2 separate regions of the Nomascus leucogenys genome follow, and region 2 is linked to region 1. The links are chromatin contacts, called in public Hi-C maps. All regions are on one chromosome and are shown on one strand. The core of a region is the stretch at or near the end of the contact, and the rest is flanking DNA. Distances in the headings are between cores, read along the strand shown.

What was found. A called contact is a pair of places that touch in the nucleus more often than the background predicts.
Region 2: a contact with region 1 is called in a Hi-C map of an unstated tissue, with 3 times the contacts expected there. The contact joins the promoter of DKK4 here to the enhancer-like site in region 1. A contact is called at or near these places in 3 of 4 Hi-C or Micro-C datasets (a lymphoblastoid cell line and an unstated tissue).

The regions. Positions count from the first base shown.
Region 1 is chr8:46,839,373-46,842,072 of Asia_NLE_v1, reverse strand. PLAT (tissue-type plasminogen activator) reads left to right here. Exons shown (of 14, transcript XM_003269631.3): 14 at 2,529-2,700. The coding sequence ends at 2,687. Among named protein-coding and RNA genes, the nearest start is that of AP3M2, 25 kb to the right of the region's middle. Within about 2 kb of position 1,267, the one cell type or tissue checked has an H3K27ac peak away from gene starts, as active enhancers do. A contact at or near this core is called in a lymphoblastoid cell line, where this site is marked.
Region 2 is chr8:47,050,460-47,053,159 of Asia_NLE_v1, reverse strand. It overlaps DKK4 (dickkopf-related protein 4), which reads left to right and starts at 1,254. Exons shown (of 4, transcript XM_003269640.3): 1 at 1,254-1,836. The coding sequence starts at 1,726.

The DNA.
Region 1 (2,700 bases), core at 18-2,517:
CCCAGGCAGTTGATTGACTATTGAAGTGATGGAGAGAGCCACACAATTAAGAAACGTTTGCCACAGCCTGGTGTGGTGGCTCATGCCTGTAATCCCAGCACTTTGGGAGGCTGAGGCGGGAGGCTCACCTGAGGTAAGGAGTTCGAGACCAGCCTGACCAACATGGAGAAACCCCATCTCTACTAAAAATACAAAATTAGCCTGGCATGGTGGCACACGCCTGTAATCCCAGCTACTCGGGAGGCTGAGGCAGGAGAATTGCTTGAACCCGGGAGGCAGAGGTTGCAGTGAGCCAAGATTGCACCACTGCACTCCAGCCTGGGCAACAAGAGTGAAACTCGATCTCAAGAAAAAAAAAAAAAAGAAAAGAAATGTTTGCCTCTGTTGGTGCTAGAGAATTGGAGTCTGCTTTGTAGAAGGAGAAGGCAGAAAGGCAGCTTCCTGGGAAGCAGGATCTAGATGATATGAGAAAGAAGTTTTCAAAACTCACATTCAGCCCTGATACCCTGGGAAAGCACACTATTTGAGGTCCTTTGTGTAGGCATCCTATCAGAATTAGTACTTATATTTCATGATTAGCCAGATACTGGGGTATGGGAGGACAGGCCAGCCTGCTGGTATTAAGACCTACACAGAGCCAAGGAATTGATCTTCCTCAGACATTTCAGTGCCTGCAGCGTGCCAAGCTCTCCTTTAGGTGCTGGGGGTAGAAGAGATACAAAGAGAAGTGAGGCCAGGCTCTGGTGCTGAAGGATGTGTGGGCTTTGTTTTTGTAAGGCAGTCATATCAGCGGTTTCCCCTCTGATTCCATGACAGTATTTAGTTTCTTTTTGAATGGTTTCTTCAGAAACCTCAGCTGTACCAACTTACAGTCCAAAAACAAAAAGGTTGTACCAAAGTGAAACCATTGTCTATCTGCAAGCTTAGTTAAAAGCAAAACCAAATCATTGTAATTCAATATAAGAACAGCTAACAATTACCAAGAGTTTTACTAGATGTCTTCCAGTGCTTTTCATGCATTCTTCTGCTGAATGCCGTAACCACTCTTCGGGTAGTATGAATATTATCTCTGTGGTACAGATAAGAAAACCGAAGCATGATTAGTCTAAGGCCATCAGCTAGTAAGTGGTGGAGCCAAGCTAGGGTTTTTGAGGCCTGAAACGTTTGAGTAATTAACTGTACTTTACCAGAATAGATACAGCCTAATCCTCCAGAGGACCAAGATAACTGAGATACAATTTACCCACTCTTCAGTAAGTCTCCACTTAACAGCATGCCTGGAAAAAATAGGTTCTTATAAACTGCAACTGTAGGTGAAATGACGCATAACAAAACCAACTGTACCATCATCAGCTAATTCCAAAACCAATTGTACCATCAGCTAATTCCAAAACCAATTGTACCATCAGCTAATTGATATAAACAAGAGTTGGTCAGGTGCAGGGCTCATGCCTATAATCCCAGCACTTTGAGAGGCTGAGGCAGGCGGATCACCTGAGGTCAGGAGTTCGAGACCAGCAGTTTGAGACCAGCCTAGCCAACATGGTGAAACCCTGTCTCTACTAAAAACACAAAAATTAGCCAGGTGTGGTGGTGCGTGCCCGTAAGCACGAGAATTGCTTGAACCCCGGAGGTGGAGGTTGCAGTGAGCTGAGATTGCGTCACTGCACTCCAGCCTGGGTGGGTGACAGAGTGAGACTCCGTCTCAAAAAAAAAAAAGAAGATTGAAGTTCTTGTGGCAATGTTTCTAGTCATAAAAACATCAGCAAACTTCTAAATAAAGATCCAAAACACTTCTAACATTCAATATTGAAATAAATGTGATCTATACATTTAAGAAAGGTTAATAAAAACAAACATGGTATTTATTTACCCAACTTTTGGAGAATAAGTGAGTGATGGTGGTCATAATAGTGGTGGGTTAATTCAGGGAATAAATGTTTGCAAAGCAAAAATGGTAAGGAACACCTCTTACTACCATGAAGTTCAAAAACAATCACAAATAGGGCAGGCTCCCTGACTGCCTCTGCACCTCACTGTTTATCGTCATTCATTCGTGTATTTATCACAGACTAGACAGATTTTTACTTTATAACACTTTGTATTCATTTTCCAACCTGCTTATTCCAGTTCAGGGTCTCAGGTGGGGGTGGCCAGAGCCACCTGGCAGCTCAGGGTGCCAGGCGGGACCAGCCCTGGACAGACGCCACCATCCTATTGCAGAGCCATTGACACCCACACTCACTCAGACTGGGCCCACGTAGACACATCCTCAGTTGGCCTAATGTGCAAGCTTTGGGATGTGGAAGGAAACCGGGGGACCTGGACAAAACCCAGGCAGACAGTATCCCCAGACAGGAATTGATTTTTGTTTTCCTCATCAATGTTATAATGAAATGACATTGAATAGAATATTATTGAAGGGCCTGCTGTATTTTGAAGGTTACAGTGTTCATGCTGCACATACTGACTTTCTCCAGATAGTCTGCTTTTTTTTGCAAATGCCAAACCTGCTATCTCCTTTGCAGGGCGATTCAGGAGGCCCCCTGGTGTGTCTGAACGATGGCCGCATGACTTTGGTGGGCATCATCAGCTGGGGCCTGGGCTGTGGACAGAAGGATGTCCCGGGTGTGTACACCAAGGTTACCAACTTCCTTGACTGGATTCATGACAACATGCGACCATGACCAGGAACACCCG
Region 2 (2,700 bases), core at 5-2,504, 210 kb before region 1:
TGCTAAGTGCTCTAAGTGCTCAGTGGCTGTTTGTGCCATGTTACAGGAGTTCCCGTCAGTTCTTTCGCCTGTGTATGTTGCCGGGGGCCTTTGGTAACCTGAAATTCCCTTACAGTGAGGCAGCAGGAAGCAGAGAAACCTAGCAGAGACAGAACCCTGGGGCTCTCTCCTTTATCCTTGGTCATAATTGTCCAACTTCAAAATAGATTCTGTAACACCCCTAGTCACCAGGGTTATCATGCTATCAAAGGGTGTTTGATGTTGTCAGTTTAAGGGATTAAAATAAGTAACTTCCATACGAGAGGTAGACAAGCAACACCAACCCAAGGACAAGAGCCAGGTAGTGGGAAGGCTCGAATCACCTGCATCACCTTCGGAATGGCACTGCATTACTCAACATTGAGAATGTTCCCATGCACAGAATGCCAAGATTCATGTCAATGAATTGATGTTAGGTTGTTCTGCAGGAAAATGTAGTAAATAATAAGATTATCATTTATGGCATAGAAAAAAATGCATTTTCAGATGACTCTATGCTAAGAGCAATGAAACAATGAAGAGAAAAAATGATTTTTTGACCCAGATCTAGATTGTTCTACCCTTAAAGTATTTAAGACAGTGATAAGCACATGTCTAAATTACCTAATAGTCCAAATGGAAAAAAATCAGACAGGAAAGGGATGAAGCAGAAGTTTTAAAAAATTCATATTAGGAAAATTGGAAATACATGAAATTTCATCTGAAATCAGCCAGAGACTTGGATCCTTCTTCTGCTTAAGTGAGTTTTACATAACGCAACACAAATTAAATATGTTGCTGATAAAATGGACCCAAAGCTTCGAACTGAATTGTGTAAAATGGGCTTTCTATCATTGTTCCCACCATTGAAAAATGAGATTTTCATAACTTACATTATTTTCCTAATAACTCCAACTTCAAACAGTTCAATTTTCATTTAAAGGAAAGTAATTTCCCAAATGGCATTTAGTCAGAACAGGTGCTGTTACGTTCACAACTTTTAAGTGGTTAGGATTTTGACATCTGGATGCCAGAACTAATCAGGGGGCGTTTTCTCTTTTTTCTATCTGTCCTCACTATCTGAAGCCCAGTTTACAGCTTCTCAGTGTATTTTGTACCTCATTAGTTTTTGGCATCCTCTATAGCATATTGGCCAGTATGATTCATCCTTTCTTTGAGCACAATTAGCTGTGAAAACAGATCTTAGGACAGACTCCCTCCCTACCCCCAAAGGATTACTGAAGGTAGGAAATGCAGGTGATTATCAGAGTTTGCCTTTGATACAGACATCCTGCTCTGCTGTGGCCCTTTGAACTAACTTTGATATGCAATAATTAAGAGGGATTCAACCCCTGGAGGAGAAGCCGCATGGCCCTGCCTCTTCTCTCCTTCTATTGAGTCCTTGTTTTGAACTATTGATCAAACAGATTTGAAGGGATTTGTTGAAGCCTGTGTGGGGCAGGAGAAAGGAACAGAGCGGGGAGGAGGTACATCTGGTTATAAATAGTTTCAGGAGGAACCTGCTGGTCAGACTTTGCTCAGCCAATTTCATGCACCTTACTCAAAGGTTTGCTTCCCTTTCAGAAAAAGCAGTGACAGACGACGTGCTGAGCTGCCAGCTTAGTGGAAGCTCTGCTCTGGGTGGAGAGCAGCCTCGCTTTGGTGACGCACAGTGCTGGGACCCTCCAGGAGCCCGGGGATTGAAGGATGGTGGTGGCCATCCTACTGGGGCTGAGCTGGCTCTGCTCTCCCCTGGGAGCTCTGGTCCTGGACTTCAACAACATCAGGAGCTCTGCCGACCTGCATGGGGCCTGGAAGGTAAGGCTGCTCGGCGGGGGGCGAGGTACGGGACTGCTGGCAGCTGGGGTGTTCTGTTTAGGCTTTAGTAAGTCATTCTGATTCATGTGTGAAATGTCTTACCTAGCAGGTAAATTGAATTGGTTTCGGATTTGGGAGGGCATCCTGGTAGGAGTGGTGACCTTAGCTGAAACGTATGAAATGTATGAAATAAATACAGTGGCTTTTCACATCATTTGGCCATACGTTTGTCTATAAATCAGGGAATAAACGAACACTTTGGAAGCTCTACTATGTGCCAGCGCTTTTACATGTAATACCTCATGTACTCTTCCTCACAATTTGAGATAGGTGAAACATCCCCTAATTCCAGATGAGGAAATAAAACTCAAGAGATGTCGAAGAGCTTACCCAAGCTCACACAGCCAGCAAACATGGGAATGAGAATTTAAACAGAGGGCCATGATGCATTGCCTTGTCACCGTCTAACTTCACAGAGAGAGTTGTTTTAGGAATCGCTTTATATATGTGTATATGTTATTATATATCTTATATATTATTACATATATATACTATACCTACGTTACATGTCTATGTAAAAGCATCAGCTGTCTATGAGAACAATTGATCTTCGGTATCTCTTTCTCTATGTCAATGAGGCACCATTGAAAATCAAAGGACAGTTCACTTAGGGAAGGGTCTCTAAGCTAAATGTGATTCACTAGAGTAAAAAATCAAATAGGAATGCCACAAACATCAATAGTATATTTAATTAAGCTGCAGCCAGCTTCTAGAGTTGATATATTGAAAATCTCATACTCACCTGTTAAGACACACATAGGAAAACATTTTTTCCCATTTTCACAAAGAGCACAGGAAAACTAA